Regions from separate parts of the Mus musculus genome. Here region 1 is linked to region 2. Evidence: chromatin contacts called from public HiChIP or PLAC-seq data. All regions are on one chromosome and are shown on one strand. Each heading gives the region's core, a stretch centred on a gene start, on an enhancer-like site or on the middle of the called end of the contact. The rest is flanking DNA. Distances are from core to core; before and after follow the strand shown. Region 1 holds the start of Slc26a9 (solute carrier family 26, member 9). Region 2 has its middle 7.7 kb from the start of Gm28857.

What was found. HiChIP or PLAC-seq counts read pairs in DNA pulled down with a chosen protein or histone mark.
Region 1: a FOXA1 HiChIP or PLAC-seq map of pancreatic cancer cells shows a contact between it and region 2. The contact joins two enhancer-like sites.

Annotation. Positions count from the first base shown.
Region 1 is chr1:131,742,367-131,748,963 of GRCm38.p6, reverse strand. Slc26a9 (solute carrier family 26, member 9) reads right to left here and starts at 4,942. Exons shown (of 21, transcript NM_177243.4): 1 at 4,851-4,942. Within about 2 kb of position 1,698, at least 41 of the 459 cell types and tissues checked have an H3K27ac peak or open chromatin away from gene starts, as enhancers often do. A contact at or near this core is called in pancreatic cancer cells, where this site is marked.
Region 2 is chr1:130,745,714-130,752,206 of GRCm38.p6, reverse strand. No RefSeq gene overlaps it. Among named protein-coding and RNA genes, the nearest start is that of Gm28857, 7.7 kb to the right of the region's middle. Within about 2 kb of position 4,841, at least 7 of the 459 cell types and tissues checked have an H3K27ac peak or open chromatin away from gene starts, as enhancers often do. A contact at or near this core is called in pancreatic cancer cells, where this site is marked.

The sequences.
Region 1 (6,597 bases), core at 449-2,948, 1.0 Mb before region 2:
TATTAAGATGGGAGGATGCTTTCTTCCTTGTGGGATATGATTCTCCAGCATCCAGTCTTCATGCTCCATGGAGCACCATGACTTCATTCTTCCTTCCAACTTCCCTGGGGGTCTGCCAGGGGCTGGCTTTCTAGCTGGCTTGCTTGGCAGGCTCACTGGGAGCAGGGGGTGAGGAGTCTGATGCCCCAGAGGAACCCATAGTGCCAGGCCTGGCTTCAGGGATGCTTGCAGTGTGTGGAGTGTGTCCCAGACCACCGAATGGACCAAAAGAACTGGCCAAATGTTTCAAGGTGAGCTGATTGACAAAAAGCAGAGCCACTTAGAAGAACGGGAGGAGATCTTGCTCCTGTGCCAGCCTGTAGGATGTGGTGGGCTGAAGGGTTGTCCCAGGCTATTTTAAAGGCTCCCTGTTCTGCTAGCACACTTTGAGACTGGGATATCCCATGCTACTATTCCAGATGCCTGTTTGCTCTGTCACTCCTTTCCTGCCACTCGTCTCCATCCCCCAGCCTCCACATTCAGTTTGTTCACCAGTCCTATTGCTACTTCCGTCCTTTTTTTTTTTTTTTCTTTTTCTTTTCCTGCTGGTGCAATTGACTTCACCCTGCCCCCACCCTCCCGGTCTCACTTCACGAAAGCAACATTCTTAGGTGACTTCTTGGCCACCAGCTCTCCCCTTCCACGCGGTACTTATGTCCTGCTCGGAAGCCCCAGTCATCATTTCTGGGAGGACCAAGCCCAGGCTCCTCGCTTTGGCCTTGTGTTGGATGATCCGGTTAGCTGGTCCCTCTGCCCCATGCAGGCAGGTTGTTCACCCCAGACAGGCTTGGGTCTCTCTCCAGAGTTCCTCCTCACCCCAGGTGCTCTGACTCATTGCTGCCTGTCCTTGAGACCGGCTTGAGTTCCTCCCCAACCCCTATCCAGAAACCTTTCCCACTCCCCCTGCCGAGGGGGACTATTCTTCCTCTCAGCTCTCCTTCATGGCTACTCTGTAGCTACTGAAGTGGGCTTCTGCCATTCCTGGCTGCCTGTCCAGGAAAATGAGGGAGGAAAGGGACAGGGTTGCCAGCCCTTTAGAAGGCACTGGATGGGTGACTCAGCATGGTCTTTGCCTCTCTGGGCAAGGCTTCCCTGCAGCCTGAACTCTGGGAGTCCCCAGTGACACAGGCTAACAGAAGGAAAAAGTCCCTTTGCATTTGGTAACTCCAGCCTGCCACTTTCCCGTATCCTCCTCTCCTATTCCAGGACCAGGTTGTTGCAGGGAACCAGGGCTTTCCACAAACCTGTTTATAAAAAGGAGAAACCAGCAGGTGGACCAAGTCAGGGCTTTCTGGCTAGAAGGGGACTTGAGGATGGTGCTGGCTCAATTAATTCTCGTAATTTGTGAATGAAAGAACTGAGTCATGAAGAACTGCAGATCTGTGTGAACCAGGCCTCTGCTGACTATTCAAATGCGTATGAAGGAAGAGGGTACTGGACTCCCAGGGACAACACTGACCCGGGCTCTCTGATGAGCTCTGCTCAGACAAGACTTTCGGATTCTGTTTCTCATCTTGAGGACTCTGCCTATGTTCTGCCTCCTTCCCTGGCCCCAGCTGGTCCAGCAAGGTGGCAGACAGAGTTGCTAGTGAAGGCTCAGGGGCATCCCTGGCTCCTGAAGAAGAGGCACCTTCCTCATACTTTCTGTTTTCAGATAGGGCTGGGCATAGCAGGGAGAGTCCCTTCGATCTCAGCTAACCTCAGGCCTTGGAAGGGAAAAGGGTGTGAGATCACGGTGAGGAAACCTCAACCTTTTGTAGTAGGGCTTGGTGGGGGTTCTCAGAGTGCTAAGAGAGCCTTCTGATGTTGGGTTGGGTGGGAAGGTGAGAGAGTTTTCAGAAGGCTGGAGGGATGGCTTCAGGGTTCAGAGCAGTTGCAGAGGACTGGAGCTCAATTCCCAGCATCCACATGGTGGCTTACACCCATCCCTAACTCCAGTTCCAGGGAATCTGACAGCCTCTTCTGACTCCGTAGGCACCACACACACAACAAAAGGGAGCAAGATTGAGAGAGGAATCAGAGATGAGATGAATTGATCCCTAGTTAAACACACAGCCCTGGTGGGTCAAGTGTTCTGCGGCTGTCGGTCATCGTTGTGTATTGAGCCCTGCCCTATCACAGTGTGAGCCCCTCCACTGGAGGGATTTCAGGTGCCGAGTGACAGTACCGAGGAACAGGAAGGTGACTCTCACTGTGGATAAAAGGGGGAGGGCATCCTGAAGAGCTAGAGGTGGGCTCTTTAGGACTTAAGAGGGTTGGAGAGAGAGAGAGAGAGAGAGAGAGAGAGAGAGATGGTTACACAGACAATTCCTAAACCTGGGCTGGGGAAGGAATGAGATCATCCAGGCATTGGAGGAATCTAGGGATCTTGTACAGCTGAGGAGCTGGAGAAAGTGACAGATGGACTCTGTGGGGACCCCCTCAAACAAGTTCCTACAAAGGAAAGCTCACTGGGCCCCCTCCCTATGCCAAACTAGATCTGTGAATCCTCTTAGAATGCTTGAGGGGTTGAGCTCAGCGTGATGCCCAAGGGAATGAACTGGGGTGCTGGGCCCAGGGAAGCAGTCAATCCTGGCCATTTGTTTTTATCATGACTGTGTCTGGAAGAGTCCCTTCCTAGCTAGGCAGCTCACTTGTCTTTCCGTGCCTTCCCCTTTCCTACTTATTCCTATGCTCCAGTCACAGGCCCTCCCACTCTGAGTCTTTTCTGTAGGAGAAGGGACATTGGGGAACAGAAAGGTGAGCGCCTGCCCCTGGATTTCTGTCATGTCTGGAGGTGACCCTGTCACTGTAGCCCAGAGTGACTTCCTTCCTAAGCCCTGGCTGGGGGAAGGGTGCCTCGGGATTTTTCCTTGACACACCTTGCCAGACACTGGGGCAGACCTAGGTTGGCAGATTCCTTATCACAGGACTCTACCTGTCGGATGGCTATGTTCTGGGGAGAGGAGAGGTCACCTTGAGGTCCCCTGGGCTCCAAGGACTTGTTCCTTGCCTTCTTCATCAGGGGTAACTATCCCGAGAAAGGCAGCCTCTGTCTGGCTAGAGTGGGGACATCAGCTGGTGACAGGAGAGAAGGTTGGGATCCTGGCTGGAGACTGAGGTCCTGGCAGGCAGAAGGAGGCTGTAGGAGCCTGTGTGTCCCTAAGGCATTTTGAAATGTTCTCTCTTTCAATTGTCATGGAATTTCTGGTGCAAATCTGTAGTCCCTTTCTAACCCCAGGCTGATGCCCTCCTCTGTTGTGGAGGAGGATGTCCTCAAGGCAAATGTTGACTCCGTGGATGCTCTGGGACTGCATCCTTTAAAGGGGACTCCCTGTTGTGTGGGAGTCTCAAGTCTCCATTCTGTATCTCCAGGCCCACCCACCCTGCTGCTTTCCCTGTTGAGAACAGATGACCTGGGGCTAAGTTCCAGTAGAGGCCGTAAGGTGAGACGCTGAACAGAGTCTAACAGTGAGACCTGTACAAGGTCACAAGGTCCCTGGAAGGACACGGAATAAGATTCTTAGAAGTTCCTGAAAAGACCAGTGATCCCCGAGAATATAGGTCAAAACCGAAGACAGCACTGAGTGAAGTCTGACCTCCCCTGGAGGATTATATCTTCCAAATCATGACCACGTCACCCTCCATGATTTGGCTCACATCCAGCTGGTCTCCATTTCTTTAGCAAACCTCTAGAGGTCATTTTGTATAGTTTGAGACATTCTCACTAAATTCAGATTATATGTCACTCTGCTGGAAGCCCCTGAGTACTAAGAGATAAAGAAAGACCTTTGCATCAGGATTTCCTAGAGTGAGCCTCAGGGCAGGTCAGACCCCGGGAGGGGCCAGAAAGCCTGGTGGAGTAGCAGAGCTGGTTCTGAGAGCCTGCTGGGGGCGGCAGGGGCTCTGGGGGAGGATCATCTTTGAGTAAAAACACTAAGGGAGAAAAATCCTCTCCCAGTCTGCCCTATTTCAGGGTGGGGAAGGCTTTGCTACTTTAAGGGACCCATCCAGGCATTCTCACCTAACAGGCCTAAGCTCAACTGAATAGTTGGTGTCACGATGATAACAGATTTGCTTGGCCCAGCCTGGAGAACCTCTGGGCTGTTTTCCAGAAGTAGAGACACTGCCCAAGGATGCCTTGGGACCTCTTAGAACTGTGGGCTGGGAGGCTCAGGATCTGGGCGCCTGTGAGTCTGGCTCCTCACCAGTGTACTGGCCCAGACCCTCCCGATGCTGCACCACGAAACGCTCTAAGCTCAATAGAGCCTGTCCCTCACTTGCCTTCAGCTCCTTATCTTCCTCTCCAGTTACCTCTTTTAGCTTCATGGAAGCAACAGGGACCAAATAGGAGTCCACAGAGCTCATGCAGAATACCCCGAAATGGGGAAATAAGCGAGGGAAGGAAAGGGTGTAGAGACAGAAGGACGGGGACACAGCCACTTCGAGATGCACCAAGAGCTAGCTCTCTGCTTCCAGGACTTGAAAAGAAGTAGAAAGTGGAGGGGGTGGCTCAGAAAGGTTCAAGCTCCATTCCTTTTCCTGGAAGGCCCTGTTTGCCTGACTCTGACTGGGTGTCTTTGAGCTCCTCCAATAGAGTCCATTCTGTGTATTCTTCCAGTGAAACTCACCCTAGCAGCTGAGGTCTTTATGGTGCGCTCCACAAGGACTGGAGGGCTGCTCATAGGATCCGGTTCAGAACGTCCTTCCCATGTGTACTCAGGTTCCTAAGCCCCCACCACGTCATCTCTCTTCTGAAGGTACCCCTGGGGCCTGCTCTCTTCCCTGGATAACCCCCAGCCCTTGGGTGGGTTGGGCTGGGTGGGGCTTACCTCTGGGTGAGCAGAGCCGGCTGGGCAGGGCTGCAGGTGTGTCTGGGCAGCGGGCAGCAGAGAGGTGTTCCTGAGGTGTGTGAAAGGGCTCTGCTCAAATAATCCAGGGAGGCGTTTATAAATAACTTCACCTCAGGGCCGCCAGTGAGCCCCGGCTTCTGATTGGCTCGGAGGGGAAGTGGTTTTGAACACTACACCAGAGCTAAGCCTAAGGAGATAGGAAAAGGAGATAAGGGGGGGAAAGGTCCCAAATGAACAGCCCTTTTTTTGTTTTACCTGGGGAGCAGGGCTGTTTGATGGGAGCTTGGCACTTCCTAAATCCACCTGAAGACAATAGGTCACATTCAGCGGGGCCACTACCCTACAGACTCCCCCAAGGCAGTCGGCAGAGGAGGGGCAGCAGGCAGATTCCTCTCTGAGCCTGCTGTCCTGCTACTTATGGGGCTGGGGGTCAAGCCACACAGCCCTTTGGACAATGGATACCATTGAAGCCACCTGAGGGGTTGGGCTCTGTGGCTCTTGCTTTGAAGGTTGGGGATCTAGAGGTGAGGGACAGTGGACCTCTGAGCACCCTGGGAAAGGGCATGAATGGTGTCTGGAGGCCCTGAGGGCCTTGAAATACTCGGAGCTGAGGTGGAGACTTGCTTTCCAGCTCCATCCCCGACCTTAAATCATTGTGAAGACCGTCCCTGTGCAGTGCTCAGAAATATCAGAGATGCCATGAGGCTCAGAAACACTAGAGTAAAGAAGCTTAAGAAACTGGACCTACAGCAAATTTAGGAAAGGTGTTCTGGAAGCCATCAACTCTCTGTACCATCCCTTCCAGGAACCAGAGCCAATGACCATGTTCCCAGATGCCTTTGGGAGCAGAGCTGTGGGTCCCTTGGCCACCAATGCAATGGGAAAGCAGTGTGGGAATCTACCAAATGAGAGTTCCTCCCTGAGCCCATGCGGCTTCCCACCGTCCCCCACGACATCTTGAACTAGACTGTCCCAGCCTTGAGTTGTCCTTCTATTTCTCTAAGATAAAACAGAAGCTCTGAAATTTGATATAGGGGTGCTCCAGCAAAGCACTGTTGGAAGTGCCCCTGGGAAGGTGAAATGAAGTTGCTTTGGCACATAGTAGGGACTCAACAAATATCTGTTGAATGAATGAAAGAATGAATTGTCTGCAAGCCCAGCCCAGTGGATAGTTTGAAGATGTATTGCTTGTGGGGACTAAGGAAATACCCAAGGTCACTCAAAGGTGTCGAGGTGTAGCCAGGATGCCAGGGACCCAAGTATGCCTGCCACTCCAGTGGGGGGGAGAACGTGTCAGTGAACACTGTCTTGGAGCCCTTCCCCGTGCTCCTGCATAGATGGCATGTTTCCCTCCTGCAGTATTTCCTGCCTTGGTGTTATAACATGGAGCACAGCCAGTGGGCATGATGTGCTGGGTAGTCAGTCTTCTAAACTCGTTTACCGTATGAGAGATGTCAGTGGGCAGATCTGGGCTGGTTTACTTTTGTGTTCTGACCACCTATTCACTTTCTGGTACTCGTTAAAGCTTCATGGTGAGTCTGTGAGATGGGTGAATGATAATGGGAGGGAGTCTTTGAACAAATCAAAACCTAAGACCAGGAATCTGTCTGCTGACATCCAGCACTGTCTGGTGCAGTGGGCAGCATGGCCTGATCTGCATTTTGGCCAAGAAATTCCTCGAAAGCAGGTGAGTCATGAGGCTTGTACTCTAACCAAGTGACAGTGG
Region 2 (6,493 bases), core at 3,592-6,091:
CCCACATGACAAGTCCCAGTGTAATATATACATTATGTTATTAAATATACTTTATTATATATAGTATATTAACCAGGCATGGTAGCACACAGCTGCAATCCCAATTAAGAGGTTGATGCCAGATACAGGAGGATTGTAAATTTAAGGTCAGCCTGGCCTACAATGAGACTCTGTCCCAACTAAACAAAAATTAAAAAGATGCACCTAAGGCTTGGAGAATCAAAAGCGCCCCACCTTTTGTTTGAATTCTAGGAATGATGACCTTTTGTAGCACACTGCATGTTGTTCAACAGATGTCACTGTGTGCTTACGTCATGCAGAGTGCTGAGCAATATGGAGTAATACGGCATTGCTTGCTCATCCTATGGAGCTCTGTCTAACAGTGGCATTGACGTTAGCAAAATATCTATGAGCAAATGCTTTTGGAGGAAGCATACAGTTCTGTAAACTAGAAAGGTGATTGCAACTGAGGAGGGAAAAGGCAGGTTATGCTGGAACTTACACAGTTTGGAGTCGGTGTTTACGAGTTTTAATCTGGGATCAGTGAGATGGTTCAGTGAGTGGAGGTACTTGGTGTCAAGTCTGATGACCTGAGTTCTATCCCTAAAGTGTGCTCCTACTTCTGTGTATGTCCTACAGCATGTGCAGTACACAAATAAATAGATAGATGTAATTTAGAAAAAAGATATTTTGGTCTCTATCCTAAGAGTAGTGGGAAAGTTGGTCATGATGAATTCAGCTTTCTATCTTGAAACTTTAAATTATTTTGCAATAATATTGAATTTATAAAAGGTTGTAGAAGCCAAAACATTGATATTCAAAATATACAAAAGATTCAGCCCACGGTTACATATGGCCTCCGTGTGTTATCTCTCGTGTCTCTTTCAATATGTGATGATTTCTTAAGACTTTGTTTTTCAAGACCTTGAAGTCTATGAAGAATAATACTGGCTAATGCTTTGATGGACTGTCTCCCACTCTGTATTTGATGTGTTCTCATGCTTAAGGTGATTTATTTATTTATTTATTTGTTTATTTATTTATTTATTTTGGCAAGAATAACAAAAATCTTAAATTTTGTTGATCATTGAACATATCTGCTAAGCATTTCTTTGCAAAGATACTATTTTCCTTCAGTATATCTTTCATTTGTTTGTTTTTAAGACAGGGTCTCACTAGGTAGCTCTGGTTGGCCTGTAACTTGCTGTGTAGACCAGGCTAATCCCAAACTCACAGAGATCTGCCTGCTTCTGCCTGCAGAGTGCTAGGATTAAAGGTGTGCACCACTATGCTGGGTTTGTAAGGTGTTCTGTTGTTGTTTTGTTGAGACATATACTGAGGTTATGCCAATATCTTATTGTATTTCCTCTGTGAGTTTCAGTGCACATTGAAAATCCTACAGTTTTCTGAATGATGCTCTTTATTGCTGGCAATCATCTTGCTTTTATTTATCAGAATTGTAGCATGTATCTTTTTCAGGATTTAGTATTAATTAATCTAGTTATTTATATCAGTATAGGACCATTGGTGTTTTCTTTTATTCCAAGGAGTACAATCCATTTATTTGTTGCTCAACATTTTTGTGTTTAGCTAAGAGAACTTTGTGTTCTGCTGACATTCTTCCAAGGTGCCACTGTCATTGCTTGAATAGATCTTTGGTTTTTTGGTAGTACAAGGAAGACATTTGAAGCCCATTGTATCTTCTTTCTGCACTTATGTAGAACTCTACAAAGAGTTCTCTTCTTCTGGTAGGGAATGGTGTTGAGAACTCACAGTTTGGGTGTTAGATATGCTCATGGCTATAGGGATCCTTTTGTTCCCAGATTATTTCAGGGAGAGAGATAGGAAAGATGTCCAAGTAAATGTATACCTATGTCTCTGTCTATGATTATCTATCATTTGTCTGTCTGTTTGTCTTCAATCTATCTTCCATCTACCCACAAGTTACTAGATTCCTCCAATTCCAAACCAGCTTACAGGGTTCATTCTAGCCTTTATTTTATAGCTCCTTTTCCCAGCAATAATGTTTGTCTTCTTTATTCATAACATAGTCACCTACTCATTGCTGTAGTACACATAATGTACTTTCAAATTCTTTAACCCACAAGGGTGATACACACACTTATGAAATAGTATCTGCCTATTTTGAAAAAAAAAAGCACTGTCAAATTATGGTGTGCATGTGTGTATGCTCATGTGTGTGTGTGTGTCCACGCGCACTCAGATATATGTGTGTTGTACACTTGTGTATGTGTTCATGTGTGCATACATGTTTGTGTCTATGTGTGTGTGTTCCTGTGTGCTTGTGTATGTGTTCCTGTATGTGTATACTCATGTGTGTATGCATGTTCATGTATGTAAGAGCTCATGTGTATGTGCTCATGTATGAGTACATTCATGTATATATGTGTGAATGTGCTCATATGCGTATGTGCTTGTGTGTTTATGTGTGTGTACACTCATGTGTATGTGTGTGAATGCATGCTCTGTGTGTCTGTGTGTGTGTGTCTGTGTGTTGGGGATTTAAACTCAGATCCTCATGTTTGCAGGGTGTTTTTACTCTTCTTATTTTAATTTCCTTCCTTTCCTCTGTCCCTTGACATGATTTCTAGCACAGTTACACCAATGTCTTCTATTTGTAGTCCATTTTAGAGTCCCCCCTCCCTCTCCCTACACTATGGGTGTTGGTTTTCTTGCTTGTTTAGCATTTGAAGCTTGTGTGAAATGTCACCAAGGCTTTTAAGTTTGAACTATGTACAAAGGTATACAGAGTATTCCCTTCTGTCCATTTCCACTCTCCCTATTTCCATGGCTTCCCTGCCTGACTTTTGCATTGACTTATATACAAATACATGTGTCCCTCTTTATTACAGTGAAAACTAGTGCAATGGGGCAAATATCCTCCTGGTTCTTGGGTAGGCATGGACTGAGGCAGATTGGTGGTGTGAAAAAGCAGACAAGCACATCAGTGCTGTAATAGACCTGACTACATCTCCTACCTCATTTTATGAGCAAGATTGAAATTCACTGGTCCAGGGCTTTCCCAGGATGTCATTATATTTTAGACTATTTTGAACTCTTCATCCTTGGCAGATGATCAACAAAGATGAAAATCCTGCTAGGGAACAGGCAAGAGAATGACAGTCTAGAATGCTTCCTGTCTTTAACTCACGTGTGTGTGCTCGGTGCCAGTAATGACCATGATGGTGATGATGGCTCCTGTAATCCCTAGAATCCTGACACCAGGAGGGATGAGAGAGCCCATCACAAGCCCCTCTTGACTCTTCCACACTAACAGCTGATCCATGCCAGAGAGATGCCAATCTTAGTTTTACAAGGTGTTCTAGGAATCTTGAAACATTTTTAGCTTTTATCTCTTGATTTGGGTACACGTCCTTCCTTGTGGGTAAGTTAGTAGGAAGATGAAGAAGCTGACAGTCTGGTCCCTGACCATATAAGATTGACAATCAAGGAAGTTGGTTTTGAATATTCAGAAGCAGGAAGTCTTACACGCGTTCTCGACCGGCCAGGAAAGACGCAGCAAACCAGAATCTTCTGCGGCAAAACTTTATTGCTTACATCTTCAGGAGCAAGAGTGCAAGAGCGCAAGAGCTCTATTGCTTACATCTTTAGGAGCCAGAGCGCAAGAGCGCAAGAGTGCAAGAGCTTTATTGCTTACATCTTCAGGAGCAAGAAGCAAGAGCCAGAGCAAGAGAGCAAAAAAAGAGAATGGCGAAACCCCGTCCCTTTTTAAGGAGAATTATTCTCCGCCTAGGACATATTACTCCCTGATTGGCTGCAGCCCATCGGCCGAGTTGTCGTCACGGGGAAGGCAGAGCACATGTAGTGGAAAACTACCCTTGGCACATGCGCAGATTATTTGTTTACCACTTAGAACACAGGATGTCAGCGCCATCTTGCAACAGCGAATGTGAGGGTGGCTCCCCACAAGGAAGAATCAGGCTTAGTCTCAATAAGACATAAACATCAGATTCAGGCGGATCCTTTCCTTTTCCAACTGCAGGAAGCAAAATGTGGGTGCTGTTGGATCCTTTCCTTTTCCAACTACAGGAAGCAAAATGTGGGTGCTGTTGTGTGGACTGGTGGGTGAGCCAAAGACTGGACTACTTTGGACTTCATAGGTTTCACGTTTCCTTGAAGAATTTAGTTTCCTGAGAACTTGGCTTCCAACTTTGCATATACTCCATGAGAGAGAGGGATTTAGAGTTAAAAGGATACACTGTAATTTACTGAGTTGCTACAGTGTGCCTATGACTGTCCCCTATGTGTTTAATATCCCTTATTCATCCTCACAATCTTAAACTACTAGTAGTACTACCCTCATTTCACTCATGAAAACTTTTAAGAGTCAGCGGTGAAACCCACAGATTGCTTGATTTGTCTATAATGAGTTTTAGATTTGAGAATGCGTTGCTATGCCCCATAGTCACCCACAACACAGAAATTTCAGAGCAGCATTACATCTGCAATCCTGCATAGAATCTGATGGAGAAGGACAGGAGAAATCCTGTCTATCCTGGACCTAGGAGATTGAAACCTCACATACTGATGGCATACTGATGGCATACTCTTCTGCTCACACTGACAACCACGAAAGTCATAGAGAGGAGAGGACACCTTGCTCGCGCCTGTGTCCCTTCATTCTTCATTTTCAGGTCAGATTCAGCACATGAATGAGAGAACCTGTACTCTCCCTCTTTAACCTGCCTCTCTTCCCACAGAACACACAGCAATGTTTGCACCGTTACTCACACACAGGTCATAGGATGGCTTTTGCCAAACTATGCTTCCTCTGAGGGGAAGCACAGAGGTGAGCGGGCCTGTCTGGACTTCACTGTAAGATGGCGTGTATGTCTGCCTCACCACTCTGCAATCTCAGTGCTGCGCTCCTAGGGTAGCACAGAAGTGGTGACTCAGGGAGGCAGCTATCCATACATCTACAGGCACGTGTCCCACTGGGCCAGGCTTGGGGGAAGCCTACCTCTATATTTGGAAGATGGCTTGCATGCAGCAGCAGCAGCAAGACTCTGCTGGGATAGCACAGACATCTAAGACCCAAGAGAGAGTAGAACACTCTGGCCTTTAAAATCATACATGGTTTTGCAGACCTTTACACAAAAGCTCTTGACAAGAGATAACAGCTCTTAACCCACACCCACCTCGCACTCCACCAGTGCAAGACGACTTAAGGAGCACCTAACTGGGTACAAGAAGATAGACCCGTCAGAATGGTTGCATGTGATATCACTTTTGGGGAGATGATGTCCTCACTGAACCTTTCTGCCCCTTTTTAAAATGAAGATGGATAAGTTTAGATTGATATTCTTGAATCCTAAAAAAACATTCTCTTTTTCCTTCTTGTGTATGTGTGTGTGCATGGAGAGAGAGGGGGAGGGAAGGAAGGGAGGGAGGGAGAGAGGAAGGGAGGGAGAACATGAATGAATGAATGAATGAATGTCCACATGGAGGATTCCATCTTGGTTTTTGAGACAGCATCACCCAGAAAGCTCCAGAAATTGTCCTCTGTCTCTGTCTTCCCAAAGCTGAGATTATAAGCATGTGTTACTACGCCTAGTTTATTTTTCATTTTTGCATTTTTTTTTTTTTTTTTTGGTTTTTCAAGACAGGGTTTCTCTGTATAGCCCTGGCTGTCCTGGAACTTACTTTGTAGACTAGGCTGGCCTCGAACTCAGAAATCTGCCTGCCTCTGCCTCCTGAGTGCTGGGATCAAAGGCATGCACCACCACGCCCGGCTCATTTTTGCATTTTTAAAAAATGTGTTTGAAGGGGACTGAACTCATATCCTCATGCTGATGTGGTGAACATTTGCTTTCTGCTCTCCTCAGCTTTTTAAAGTAGATTATTCTCAGGAGGACAAGCATATGGGAAACGTGGATCTTCAGCTACAGCAGGAAGGAGTCATTCACACTGCTGTGTAAAGATGCCCTTTAGGGGATGGGGAAATGAGCAAGACACTGTGGTGAAGGTACAGAGAGGCAGGTGCGGGCTGTAAGTGGCTTGCTTGGAGGACTGAGATCTTTCCTTTCTTATGGATGGAGATGTAGCCTGTGGCACTTCTGACCAACACAAGGCTACCCTTGTGTTGCTCCTAGACTCTCAGGAAGCCTCAGTACCAACTGAGGTTTTATTCAGGGTTCTCTCTTAATCATGTAATGAGTAGGGAATCAACTTGTGTCTTGAAATACACATAGAAAATAGCACCTAATAGAGTGAGCCAAGTCAGTCATCTAGAATTGGCCTTCTGTGTTTTGAGAGGCTGTAATAATGGAGCTTGGCCAATGTGGGAGTCCCCACCAGCTCTGAGAGATCAGGTCTTCACCTGGGACTGGGAAACAGGTAGCAGACATTTGGGTGTGTGAGTATGTGGGGGTGTGTAAAGAGTGTACACAGAAACTGCCACACCCACACCCCACATACCATGATGGGGTGGAGTCATGCATAGCCCTTAATC